Regions from separate parts of the Zea mays genome. Here regions 1 and 2 are each linked to region 3. The links are chromatin contacts, called in public Hi-C maps. All regions are on one chromosome and are shown on one strand. The core of a region is the stretch at or near the end of the contact, and the rest is flanking DNA. Distances in the headings are between cores, read along the strand shown.

Region 1 (4,867 bases), core at 2,338-4,837, 470 kb before region 3:
ATGTACAATACATTTGAGAGTATGACAAATACGTATGTACAAAAATTAAAAAATTAAAAATGTGTTTAATATAGGTATTTACATGTAGAGGACGTGATTTAGAGGACGTTGTTGGAGAGAAAGTAGATATAGGAGATGAAATCTTTTAGAGAAGACTGTAAAGGACGGATATAGAGGATGTATATAGAGGACGTTGCTGGAGACAGTCTGAATAAAATTTATGTTGGAGCAAAATTTTGACGTTAAAGTTATATATTTTAATAGAGAATATGCCCCATCAAATTTTTAATTAAAAATATCCAAATATTAATGTTTTTATTTTAGATTTCTCGCTAGCTAGACATTTATGGTAAGATTGATTCCCGTGCGGATATGATATATATAAAAGTTGACGTTGGAAACATAGAGTAAATTAAAAAAACTCTTAAGATGCTCTTAAATCAAAGTTCTACTTTAAATTTGAGAGATGTCTTACATTTTTTTTTGTTGCTTTTGCCAATGGGTGATTATGCACAGATGAGCAAAGCCAACTTAAAGGAGACAGCGTAAGATTTGACAAAAGAATTGGAGCAAACGAGTGAAGAAAATATGTTCGGTGATGAGAAAGACCCGCTTTTTGTTGCCAAAGTTGGTGACTACTCAAGGTCTTAAGATTAGCTCTGCACGAGGCTCATTGACCGACAGCAGGAGCAGGAGTGTTCTATGTGACCTGGTGGGCTCTACTGATATAGTGACGAGAATCGGAGACCATCAGATCGTATGAAACATTCGATTGTCGACAGTTCTGACTTTCGGAGGCTATCCAAAGCCAAACGATTCTGTATGACCTGCAGTCTGACTTTATGTGGCTGCAATCTGGCAAAAATTGTTCTAGTGCAGGACACCGTTATGCTAGGTAATCTGCCCTCACATTCTCTACTCTAGGTCTAGGTGCATCTGCTGAAAACAACAGGCATTATTAGATTAGCTACTCTCCTTTTGGTTCTCCACCTTTCTCCCTGTTTTCAGCAGCGGCGGCTGCGGCATCTGCGGCGTCACTCAAACCCATCTTCTGCAGTGCATCTGCAAAGCCGTCAACATCTGTGGGAGTTATCTTATACGGTGTGTGGCTTGGACCAGGGAAAGCCTGAGCCTCCACTTCTTGCTTGTACTCTGATAGCGCCTTGTTGATGACATCGCCCACGTTACCAAATTGTTTACAGAATTTTGGTGTGACCTGTGGGAGGGAAAGAAGCACGCACTGAGATTAATAAACTCCTACAGGGTAACGACAAAAGAAAATGCCTTATTGTTTGACACACTTGCCTTGGCATGATGTGGGTGTTGCAGCATCCCTAACAAGTCATGGTACACCAAGACCTGCATTATAATAAGCCCATATCAGGCTTCATGAACAAACATGTTGTGCATCTTCAGTTCTTCACATGTCATAAACGACATGCTTATTTCATTTTAAGCGAGGCCCACAAAGGCATGTATGTGTTTTTTAGAGTGTATGATGATTGATGGCATGTAGACTACTGGATGGATATGACCAGAGTCAACATCTTGTATCTCAGTATCTGTGAGCAAAGCAAGTGATCTTACTTCTCCTCCTCATTTTACGGAGCAAAGAACAAACGAACCTGGCCACTACAGAATGGTCCAGCCCCAATGCCAATGGTTGGGATTTTCAATGCTGATGTTGCAGCTGCTGCCACTGGAGCAGGCACACACTCCAACACAACCGAGAAGCATCCAGCCTCCTGCAAGGCAAGTGCTGTCTCCACAACCTACACAAGCACAATAGCATGGAGTGAGACCCTACCAGTCAGTCAGCGCACCAGCACCAAATGTGTAGCAACAAATATAACCAAGCCACAAACATAATGAGCAGCTAGCGGCAAACCTTTATAGCACTGTCAACCGTCTTCCCTTGAGGCCTAAATCCACCGAGAACACTAATAGCTTGCGGTGTGAGGCCAACATGCCCCATGACAGCGATTCCAGCCTCCACAATAGCCTTGGCTGCAGTGATCCTCGATGGGGCACCCCCTTCCAGCTTGATCGCATCCATTCCACCTTCCTTGAGGACCCTCACGGCTGAATCAACAGCCTAAAAGAGCATGGAAAAACAATACCAGTATCCATCATGCATGTGCATCAGTGCAAATGAACATGCTGACCTTATGTTTCCTTTTTACAATTTCGTCTAGTACTTTTGCAGCATTATTATTTGGTTAAAAGGCCCTGTTGCTGAACATCTAAATATTGAACCAAAAAATAATCGAATGGAGAGAGAGAGAGGGAGGGAGAGAGAGAGAGAGGGAGAGAGAGAGAGAGAGAGAGGGAGAGAGGGAGGGAGAGAGGGAGAGAGAGAGAGAGAGAGAGAGGGAGGGAGGGAGGGAGGGAGAGAGAGAGAGAGAGAGAGAGAGAGGGAGGGAGGGAGGGAGGGAGAGAGAGAGAGAGAGAGAGAGAGAGAGAGAGAGAGAGAGAGAGAGAGAGAGCTGCAGTTAGTGAATTATACTGTAAAACCAGATGTTTCCTATCCAAATTTAACAGGCATCACATTTCTGCAGTGACAAAAATGGAGATCACCTTCGACAGTGAGACGAACGCGATAGCCAAGGCCCATGTGCTGGCTGCATTGTGATCTGTGGCACCACCCGTACCATTCTATTCTACTTCTATCCCTATCACATCGGAATATCTTGTCCAGGACGGAGGGGAGAGGCGGAGGAGTACCTGGGCGGCGGAGGACTCGTAGCAGCCGAATGGGAGATCCCCGACGAGGAGCGGGCGCGGCGCGCCCCGGGCCACGGCGCGGCAGTGCTCGAGCATGATGTCGAGCGTGATGGGGAGCGTGGTGTCGTGGCCGTGGACGACCATGGCGGCGGAGTCCCCGACGAGGCAGACGTCGATGCCGGCGGAGTCGACGTGGACCGCCGAGGGGTAGTCGTAGGCGGTGACGACGGTGATGGGCTCCCCGCGGCGGTGCTTCCCACGGAGTGTGGTCACCGTCACGCGCCGCGCCGCCGAGGACTCCTGCGGGCGTGGGCCCCCGTAGACGGTGGACTCCGGCACGTTGCTCAGCCGCCGCCGCCGCGCCACCTGCCGCGCGAGGAGAAGGGGTAGGGACCGCCGCATCGTGTCTCTCGTCGCGCGTACGGGCGGAGGGACCGAGGCACAGAGGGTTGGTGTGGGATGGGGAGCGACGGGGACGGGCGAGTGTTTGGAATTGGAGTAGAATACGGGCGGGGCGGCGGGCGGGCCTTTGAACTTGGGCCTAAACTTCACGTCGTCCAAGTAGTCAAAATTTGGAAAGATGGGGGAGTAATCAAATTGCGTGTGCCCACTGCCGAGGGCCCAGGCCGCTCGTCGTCGTCGTCGACCTCCTCCACTTGGGCTGCATGAATTGACGTCACAGTTCCATGGTCGGCAAACGAAAGCTGCCTGAGGGAGAGTGTTCAATCAAAAGTGACCCACCTGTAAACCATAGGGGTTAAAAAAAAGAAAGAAAAGTAGGGAGAGGCCTTGACGACGCTGACAGTGAGAGACTACAATGAATGGTATTGATAAAGAATAGTGTAGATGTGGAGTAGATCTGCATCGCGGCGCAGGAACGACCGAACGAGTGGCTCCCGTGCATCCTGCTCCCAGCCAAACGCCCAAACCCATCCGTCTTCGGGACTAGGGTCCCGGCATCCATCAGTGCAAGGGCAAGGCAGTTGGCCGCCGCGCCCCCGCCCCGCGGGTCTCCCCTCCTGCTCCGGTCCAGGGCGCCCCGGCCCCCCCTCGTCCGAATCCCGTCGGTGGTGAGCCGCCGCCGGGTGTGGCCCGCGAGCTGCGACGCGCCGACGATGCTGCCAAACGGAGAAGCTCCCTCCGGATCCATGCCGCCGGTGCCTGCCGCCGACGCGAACACCTCTAATTCAGGTACGTGTTGCTGGCGGGGGGCTCATGCGGTTACCACTTACCAATCCATATCCACAGCGTGTTGCCATGTTGTGCTCGACCCCCAACTCGGCACCGGAGCTGCGCTTGTGGACGATAGCAGACGGAGATCTGTTTTCTTTATCAACTAATACATGGGCAATTACTTGGGCACTGCTGTTTTTAGGTTTTTAGGCTTCTACCTAAGCACCTTATGCTTGTTGACATCATCTTGGAACCTTCCTATGCAGATGACACTAGATTTGATGCGTCACAGTATGCCTTTTTTGGCAACAATGTGCTGGAGGAGATTGAACTAGGCGGATTCGAAGATGATAACAGCAGTAATGCTGCTTTCGCTGGACTCGATGATTTAGAGCGCCCACTTTCTTCTCAGGGGATTGCACTAGAGGTAGGACTATGCTGGACAAGAGAAATTCAATGCCAGTTGTTAATACAGATTTTTTTGTTCCATGCTGGAGCTGGACAAGTACTGTATTGAGTATAGCTGTTAGCCTGTTCGATCTTTGTACAGCCATGGCAAATGGATAATTTCTGATAGCACCGTGAAGATACTGTTTAGTGAAGTGTGTGTGTGCGCGTTGGGGGGGGGGGGATTTTCTCAGAAGATTGCAGATACATTACACTTGTATGACGTGATTTTTTCGTTCTTTTGTTGCGCTGCTAAGTTTGATAGTTCAGAACAGGATTCTTGTAAGTTTAGTTTTAGTCTAACAGATGCACTTAAGTTCTTCCATGTAAACTGTAAAGTCAGACTGCTGCTTGGTGGATTTGTACTGAACCCTTTTCTAAAATAAAATAAAAACTACCTTGTATAGTTTGTATTCACTTCTCACCCAGGCTACAACTTGTTTTTTTCAGGCTGAAGATAGTTCATTTTCAGATCTTGATGATCTTGCAAATACATTCTCAAAGGTTATCATCCCCCCTAAAA
Region 2 (4,141 bases), core at 1,488-3,987, 310 kb before region 3:
GTGGTGCTTTTGGTAGGAAGGTGTGGTGGATTGTAACTCAATGGTTCGCGCCGGGGGCACGAGAGAGAGTCAAGCGAGTGTCAGCATGTTCAGGCCGCTTGAGGAGCGTAAACCCTACTTCCTAGGATGATTTTGTATGTGGGAGGTGTTTACCAGTGGTGAGGTGCTAATGAGATGAAAATGATGGGGACCCCCTTGGCCTTATATACATGACCGTAGGGCGCATACCGCGTAGACGCTGATCACACTCTTCCAGCTTATCTCCTAGCTAATAGCGAACAAACTTCGCTATCCCGAGGAAAACTTGGCACCTCCGCTCTGAGCTATTCCGGCGTTTGAGGATGTCGGGCGCGGGAAAAGTGAACAACTTCAATGGGATCATGCCCAAGCCACGAGTAATCCGAGCGTGGGCCCATCACATTCCTGGGTCAGCCCATTTCTGTCATTCTCTTTGCCCGACCCACGACGTGGCGTCCCTGCGGGGCGACTGGCATGTGGCCTCGAGCAGAGTTTTTGCCCCCCGAGTGGACCCGGGGGATATCTGTCCACCACAAGCCCCCAATCTTTGAGTTGATTTTGAAATAATCGATTCAAAGGTTCCTGGTCCTTGCTTGTGGGCTCATCGTATGACTTGAAATGTTTATAACTCCACTGAGTGCACTGAAGGTGCACCCATAGGGTGTAGCCCCCGAGCTTTGAGTTGATTTTGAAATAATCCATTCAAAGGTCTTCATGTTATACTTTAGAAATCAGCATTCGACTCCGAAGTTTTGTGAATCCGTTGGGTGCACAGAAGGTGCACTATCACACCTGGGTTTCGGGGTACCAAGACCCAGGCGCGAACATAATCACCAGGTGTGCTAGGACCAAGTCTCACACATATGATGAATCATGGCACAGGATTGAATGTGACATCTTTACTATATAATAGGAGTTCTATACAAAATAAATAAATAATTACATTATAAGGAGACAACAGTCCAGCAACCCAAAGTTGACTGGGAGACGACAGCCTAGACCTCTCACGAACTCGTCATAGCATCCTCCAAGCGCCTCATCCTGCGGTACCTGTTCTTGACCTGTGGAGGGTGTGAGACAGCAAGAGTGAGCTCACATACGTTCATAGCTCAACAAGTTGTGGGGAATAATGTGCATGAACTCGCCAAAGGTGGGAGCTCATGAAGTGTAAGGCTTACCAAAGAAGATGGTTGTAGCTGAGCATTGCTTTTAAAGTTGGTCAAAATTTTATTAGCAATTACTAAGTATAAGTAAATACCAACCCAATTAAGTAGTAGAACAAAAGTAACATCACCTGCGATGCAATGCATATGACAAATTGAATTTAGTTCCATAAACTAATCATGTGAGTGTCCGAGCTGCTCATGATCGTGAGCACGGCTAGTATACCAGTTTTACACTCTGCAGAGGTTGCACATCTTTACCCACAAGTCATGTTACCCATCTGCCAAGAGACGGCCAATCCCATACACCTCTACCGAGGAGGCGAGGCAGGATAACACTACGAGGCCTTTACAAAGTTCCACTAGCTTCAGAAAACCCGCTACAGTTTATAGGAAGCTCCAGTGCAGGAATCCCTCGCCTAATCGCCATCGCAGCAAAATCAACCAAGGACCTCCCTACACTGACCACTCCCCTACTGCCCTTGCCCCTTTCCGGTAAGGTAGTCATCCACTAGCTTTCCTAGTTAATCGGCCAAGGGCGTCCCATTAAACCCTTGTGGTAGCACTGTTTTCCCAGGTGGTTCTCCATGTTCCCATTAACATAATGATCTTATCATGAACAGTAAATAATGAACAGATAATAAAAGTATAATCATGAATAATATATCTCCATACTCAAAACCACATAAAGCAATAGCAAGTACTACCCAAAAAGTTCAATGGTAATCAAGGTATAAAGATAGTCAAACTGGGGTAACCTATTGGGTCCCATCAAAATTAACCTATGCAGATCATTATGATTAATAAGAACATGACTGGGTAAAAAGAAGTGATCAAGGGCACAACTTGCCTAGGACTTGAGATTCTAGGTACCCGGATGATCTTTAGATGACTCGTAACCTCGCGCTAGTCGTAGTAATACAAACAAATAATGTATATGCAAAATTAACATCACACCAAACATAAGAACATAATACCTATTAATAATCTACACATTAAAATAAGATTCTAGGAACATGAATCATTAATTTTGGAGTTATAGATTTTAAGTTATGAATTTCTGAAGGTTTTATATGCTTTGTACAAGATTAAATAGGATATAAATTTTATTGTGATATTCATGTCAAAACAGTGGTACTAAATGATAAACAATAATATTATAAAATTATAGGAACTGGAATGGACTAATTTGGACTTAATATGAATTTTCTATGAATTATACAAGTTTCTGGAATTATTTTTGTATTGAAAATCAAATTCCAAATTCATTTATATAATTTTCCCGGAACTCTAGACTGGGCGCATTATTATCAGAAACGACAGGGGCAAGAGCGCAAAAGTGTCTGTGACTCAGCCACCTCCGCGCAGGACGGCGGGTTTATACCAATAAAACCTAGGGACTCTTTTGTAAGTTGGGACGACAAAGGGGTATTGGTCATTACTGGCCGCCCGATCGAATATCGAAGGCCAGGATTAGATCTTGGCTTTATTGAACCGGTACGCAATCGTATCCATTGGATCAGCGATCAGCGCTCTAGATTTTATGAAGTCCGAACCGGTATCCATGGGGCTAATCGTGGCCGTTAACATATATCGGACGGTGATCACCCTTTCTCCCTTCCTCCAACTAGTCCATCGGCGGCGGCGCCGATGACCAGCGTCATCACCGACGACAGGCGGTTCGCCCCCAGTGCCCCCAAACCCATGCACGGTCTCACGTAAAATGGAGAGGAAAGTAAGGAGGATCCGATGGTGATCGACTTATAGGTGATCGAGCAACGATGAACACTGCCCACGCAGCACGGCGGCAAGAGGGAGGAATTCCGCCACCAGCGAGAAATTGGCGCCCAGGAGATGATGCCTTTGCCAATAGAGTCTTCAGGCGTGTTCAATGAACTCTTGTGAATCGCACGGGTACCCTAGGATGGTCAAAACCCCCCAGGAAACCCGATTTCCCCCACAACGGGTCTCACCTCAGCAATGGCGGTGGTACTCTTTGTCTTCCCAAGGTCTGTTTTCGTGGCGCGAGCGGTTGCTGGATGCTATACAGGGACGGACCACGGAGGGGGTCACGGATCCTGCTTATATTCCCGAGAGACACCAGACCCGCGGTGTGAGCGGAGAATAAATCACGGTTTGTTTGAGGTAGGAGAACGAGCTGCCCGAGCGGGATCCACGGCACAGGTGATGGGAGGTTGTTGCAGTCCGCCGATCCTGAGAAGGAGGATATGGCAACCGAAATCCGTGCAGGAACAAGAAGCAGTCGGCGAGATTCCAGGCGGTGAATCGGCGTTCTGTTGTGGCAGAGTCTGGTTTGTTTGCGCGTGTGGTAGAAGATAGAGCTGACGACAGGGCCCACATGATAGTCTCCGTAGAGCACAACAACCGCTGTGACATGCTAGCGCTGGGCCCACGGATACCGTGATGAAGCAGCCGATAGAAAGAATAAAGAAATGAGAAAAGGGTTAAAAAAATTCTATGCGCGCTCATGCTTGCATGTCGAGTGAAATGGTCTGGCCATTTTATGGTTACCCCGGTTTAATTCTCTCCTTTCTCTCTTTTTTTTTCTATTTTTAATTTCTTTACTAAAATTTAATTCCAAATTCGAACTGCGTTTTGAACTTTAAATCTAAGTCAAGTGCATATTTGAAGACCCAGCATGATGCACAATTTATATATTTAAATAATTATTATTTGCCTTAACTGGACCCACATTGTTGATATGCATAAAATATAGTCACAAAATCATATAATCAAGGATCCTATTTTATTTCTAAGATTTTGGGTATTACATGCACCCAATGGGTGTAGCCCCCGAGCTTTGAGTTGATTTAGAGATAATCAATTCAAAGGTCTTCATCTTACGCTTTAGAAATCAGCACTCGGCTTCGAAGTATTGTGAATCCGTTGGGTGCACGGAAGGTGCACCCAATGAGTGTAGCCCCCGAGCTTTGAGTTGA
Region 3 (4,774 bases), core at 32-2,531:
GTGATGCAGAAATAAATTGGCTGAGCGAGTGCCAATCGAAGATGATACTGTACCTGCAGGACCTGACAGCAGGATTGTACGGCTGGCTGGAGCAAGGTTCCTGGTGTACTTAGAAATATCTGCTTGCTTCAAGTGGACGTACGCAGCGCTCGTCAGCACAACACGTGTTTGCTCACTGCGAATTGGAATCGGAGAAGAAGATGAGTCGAAAAGGGAACGATTTCTGTCACCACCTTTGGTTGCAGCCATCTTATTGCACCAAGGCACCTGCGAGATCTGCTTGTTTTGCATCTAAAATTCTATCGCTTTCTCTTGTCCTATGAACCCAGAAACTGGAAACAAGGTATACTGATCGTTTTGTTCGTCGACAGCGACCGGAGGCAGAGTTCATTTGCTGACGAGTCCTGAGCCTGAAGATCACACGCACGCGCACCCTTTCCTACTTTTTATTTATTTGTTCTCTGATTCAGGGAACGCGCAAGCTCGTCTACTCGTATCATGTAGCATGCACATCGCACTAGCAGGGGACAGATCCGAAGTAGCTAGGGAAGGCGACGACGCAGCAGCTGGAGGCTGGAGCAGAGTCTCATCTCATGAAAGGAACTACGAACTGACGTGCGTGCCGCTGTTGTTTCCTTGGTGCAGAATCATTGGGAGCAGCGCGTACATAAGGCGGGACGGGAGGAAACTTAAACCTGAGGTAGTACGGGAACTCGTCGAAGGTGACCTTGGTGTCGGCGCCGTCGACGAGGAGGCGGCGGAGGTCCTGCTCCACCCGGTCGACGGTGACCCCCGCGGCCCTGGAGGAGGCCGAGGCGCCGGCGGCCCAGGGCGCGGACGCGAGGCCCAGGCCGACGCCGACGCCGATCCCGATCCCGAGCGCCGACATGACCACGCTCTTCGCCTCCATGGCGGCCTAGCTGCTCCTGCTCTCCGGCCGGCCGGCGGCGGCGGCGGCCGTGCGGCTAAAATTGGGAGGCGGGGGCGGAGGGAGGGAGGATGGAATGAAAGGATCGGCTGGCGCGAGGCGTGGGCGGCCGGCAGCGTGGCAACGGGTGGTGGTGTGGTGTTGGTGGCGGCCTGGAGAGACGGGAGAGGCGGAGGGGGCGGGGGAAGCGGAGCGCAAGTGTCGGGCTCGGGCCTCTGCTCGTTGCCGTTGCTAGCTTCTCGGTCCTTCGCTGGTCGCTGCCCTGTGTGTCTCCTCCTCCGTCTCTCTGCACAGGCAGGCTGGTGGTGCAGTGCAATGGCGCGCCGGCACGCGGCCTGCGTACGTGTGTGTGGTGTAGCGAATCGATACACGCACGGCATTTCCTTTTCTTTCCCGGGCTGCGGCGAGGCGATGTGGCATGCGCATGCATTCTTCCGCCCGGGACCTCCTGGCATCGTTGGAATCATGAATAGGTCCCCGGGGCCATTTTCCCGTTCCATTGTCTGTCTATAATATGTTTTTTTTTCTTTCATAAACTTTGTTAAATTTTCAAGAATCAAAATCCATGGTAGTACGGCGTCGCCCGGGTGCAAAAGGAAAACCATGCGTCGTGTCGTGTGTATGTACGTCCATCCCGATTCCATGCACCGCCGGCACCGCACAGTTCACAATGCAGTAATGCACGCACCGGGGCCGCCGTACCGGCCAGCGGCCAGAGGTGCACGCACCGGCACCGCCGCAGCTTGCTGATGCGCATGCTGCTGTACGTCGCCCATGCGGAGCCACTGTACGGCTAGGCCAATCTGTCAAAAGGGTCCTGTGCAGCGACATCCGACATGTACGTTGGCCACTGTGGCTAGGCCAATCTCGTCACGACTGTTGCTGGGCCACGTCACCCCTTATTTTATTTTAGCCCGGAGCATGGGGACTGCGACCCGGTGCTACGTGTGTGCGCAGGAGTGGCTGAGACGCTACGTGGCATCCATGCAGGGCGCTTCGTGGACCCAAGTGGCCTGCCCAAACAAAAATATCCATCACAACGCGTCCGTGGACCCCAATCACCCGTCAATCTTGCAGAGAAGCCCCTCAGATTAGCAGCAATGTACACTGTACGCGTAAGCGTAACCTGAGAAGGACTGGAGGTAGAAAGAGAGAGAGAGAGAGCAGGCCGACGGCCCACGACATCGTTTGGGCCAGGAGCCCCGCACGAGCACCCAGCCCCAGCCCCAGCCCCGTTCTCGGCTTCTCGCGTCTTCTTCCCCCTTTCCGTTCCAATTCCAACTGCAACTGGCCGCGCCCGCCGCCGCCGCGGTTCCCGTAGCTGGGGTTCAGACGCTCCGTCCTACTCCCGCGCCACGTCTCCTCTGGGCCACTTAACAATCTCGGTAACGCACGACTTCCCCGCCAGTTTCAGTCCCGCCCCCGACATCTTCCACCACCGGGTCCGGGGGGCCATCTGCCGTGCTTGCCACCCCGCGGTCGCGATCGATGATTCCTCGAGAGCAGCCGCCAGGTATGTTCCGGCCGCCGAATGCCTTTGGGGCGCCGCCCCCCTTTCTTCCTCAGCCTCCACCGTTGCAGTGGCAGTGGCAGCAACCGCCCCCGCCCCCGCCCTCGCCCTCGCCCTCGCCTGCGGTTACCTTCTGGCAGCGAGACAATGTGCGGGATCATGTGAGGAAGCTGCAACAGACCATCGAGTTATCAACTGCGCTGTGAGCTCCCATTTCCCACAACCCTCGAAAGCTACTGATGACCATGTAGGCATGTACTCATCATGTAGCTTGCTTATTTACGCCCATTTCATAAGAGAGGATTTGATGGCCTGTCAGAATAAAAGAGCTCGAGGAAATTGCGGCGGCCGGAAATCCTGGTGATGGTGCCACAGAAACACGAAAATCTGCTTCGTCCTCGGCGGAATTGCCGTGGGGGTCCGGCGATTCTTCAGAGGACAAGCGCCTCGGTTTCGTTGAGCTGGCTAGGTCCATGGGGATTAGTCAGGACACTCATGAGTCGATGGCAACAGATGCAGCCAATTACCTTTGCCACCAGCTTCAGCATCTTCTTGGGCCTATCTCTTCTGCGACGAGCCAAAGTGGCCCCTGGGAGGAGAGGTCGGCGATGGTTAGGTTGACTCAGAAGCTGCAGAAATCTAAGAGAAATAAGCGGTGGCGGCAGAGGAGAAGGAAGCATGTTGCGGAGCTTTTTCAGAAGGTGCCACTCGTCACTGTCACCTTTTATACAGCTCATAATACATTTCTGGTTCCTTCATTCCAAACAGCCAAAAAAAACCCAACCGTGTGAATTGTGAATTGTGGATGACATCTCTTGTCTTGTTGTTTCATAGGAGCGTGCGGATTATGATAGAGTTGACCGGGAAGCTGATGAATGGAGGGCTAAGCAAATAGCCAAGGACATTGCAAAGCGGAGGGTGCGTTCTCATATCTGTGAATTTTGTTTCACGATTAAAGATACATTGCAGTAGGACAGATTTGTTGCTTCAGAATTAATGTATTCACTTATGTACCTGTTAACCAGGTGGAAAGCATGCAGCAGATTGCTAGAAAGAAAACAAATGAGGAAAGAAAGCGCCTAGAATCTGAGGTACTATGGAATAAAATTTCACGCCCAGGCTGTGCTGTGAAAGTTTTCTTCTCTAGGGTGTTTGAGAACTGTCTTTTACTAGTTATGTGCAAGCGCATGTGCGCATACTACTGAACATTGATACAAACCAATTATTTTGTTTGTTTGTTTAAGTTTAGCTGCAACATTTAAGTTGTGCCTTACTTTGATACAAACTAATTATTTTGTTTGTTTGTATAAGTTTAGTTGCAACATTTAAGTTGTGCCTTACAGGCTATTCTTGTGATCTTTATTTACTTTTATTGTAACTCTAGAAACCCTCTGATCTCTACAATTGTCTTAGTGCAACCAATCTTATGGGATATCATTCACCTGTTTTTTTTGTATTTTTTGGAGAGCTATTTTGCAATCAGTTCATGAAGATTTGAGTAGTCATTCAAATTTCTTTTTTACTTTAATCTACTATTGATTCTGTGGACGTTTTTGAGTTAATAGTATCATCATAATATTCATTATCCTGAATAAGCTAATTTTCCCAATTGGCAATTCAAATCTGGTACTTCCAGCTGGAGCTTGCCCTAATGGTCGAGAAACTTCAGGAGCTTCGGTCTATAAGAGTTCAAAAAATGAAGAAACAAGGTAAGATATTCTTATTTTCCTATTTCTTTATTTGCATTCTCTGCTTTACAAAATATGTTATGTACATGCATGAGGTGTATTAGTATTACCTAGAAAATAATTAATAGTTGGATTATTTTGTATTCAGTTAATAAATATATTAGTACTTAATTGTTCACTCTCTCTCAGCCTTGAAAGCTTGGGTAGTGGTGGGAAAAATTATGGTGACTACTGACTAAACTTTATTTTCCTAGTTGACTTACACAGTGAAACAACAATTGCCATGATGGACTTTTACTAAAAGTCACATAGATGTCTTATCATTGAATCCTTTTCTGACCTTAAGGCTGAGCTATGTTATTCAGATTCTGGCATTCTGCATGCTGAAGGCTGAAACACATATGCTGAAGAGAAAAGAATAGCATATCCATTTTAGCGATATCGATATAAATGTCTGTGCCTACCTGTGTATGATCCCACTAGCATAAACATTTTGGATTGACAGAATGCTCACAGTTTCTGCAAGATTGCAAACTTTTCTCTTTGCATTGGTGTTGATTTTCCCTTTCTTATTCCATTCAGTAGTTTATATACGAGATATGGATATATGGATTTATTTGTATGCTATATGTTTTAGGCCATTTTCTT

What was found. Hi-C and Micro-C count contacts between places; a contact is called where the count stands out from the background.
Region 1: a contact with region 3 is called in a Hi-C map of tassel, with 7 times the contacts expected there. The contact joins the promoter of LOC100383823 here to the promoter of LOC103634999 in region 3. A contact is called at or near these places in 15 of 25 Hi-C or Micro-C datasets (bundle sheath, ear, endosperm and 6 more) and 1 of 3 datasets of contacts at active chromatin or transcription factors (leaf).
Region 2: a contact with region 3 is called in a Hi-C map of tassel, with 2.9 times the contacts expected there. The contact joins the enhancer-like site here to the promoter of LOC103634999 in region 3. A contact is called at or near these places in 3 of 25 Hi-C or Micro-C datasets (endosperm, leaf and tassel).

Annotation. Positions count from the first base shown.
Region 1 is chr8:27,934,132-27,938,998 of Zm-B73-REFERENCE-NAM-5.0, forward strand. It overlaps LOC100383823 (Topoisomerase II-associated protein PAT1), which reads left to right and starts at 3,588. Exons shown (of 5, transcript NM_001362155.1): 1 at 3,588-3,915; 2 at 4,164-4,324; 3 at 4,795-4,848. The coding sequence starts at 3,840. It overlaps LOC100283732 (3-methyl-2-oxobutanoate hydroxymethyltransferase), which reads right to left and starts at 3,242. Exons shown (of 5, transcript NM_001156631.2): 1 at 2,725-3,242; 2 at 1,889-2,095; 3 at 1,626-1,772; 4 at 1,306-1,359; 5 at 790-1,216. The coding sequence starts at 3,126. The coding sequence ends at 968.
Region 2 is chr8:28,100,709-28,104,849 of Zm-B73-REFERENCE-NAM-5.0, forward strand. No RefSeq gene overlaps it. Among protein-coding and RNA genes, the nearest start is that of LOC118473089, 39 kb to the left of the region's middle. Within about 2 kb of position 2,738, at least 19 of the 20 cell types and tissues checked have an H3K27ac peak or open chromatin away from gene starts, as enhancers often do. A contact at or near this core is called in leaf and tassel, where this site is marked.
Region 3 is chr8:28,407,858-28,412,631 of Zm-B73-REFERENCE-NAM-5.0, forward strand. LOC103634999 (P-loop containing nucleoside triphosphate hydrolase superfamily protein) reads right to left here and starts at 1,282. Exons shown (of 15, transcript XM_008657571.4): 1 at 696-1,282; 2 at 54-175. The coding sequence starts at 910. LOC100382473 reads left to right here and starts at 2,205. Exons shown (of 8, transcript NM_001175213.1): 1 at 2,205-2,640; 2 at 2,758-3,139; 3 at 3,273-3,356; 4 at 3,464-3,529; 5 at 4,075-4,147; 6 at 4,764-4,774. The coding sequence starts at 2,417.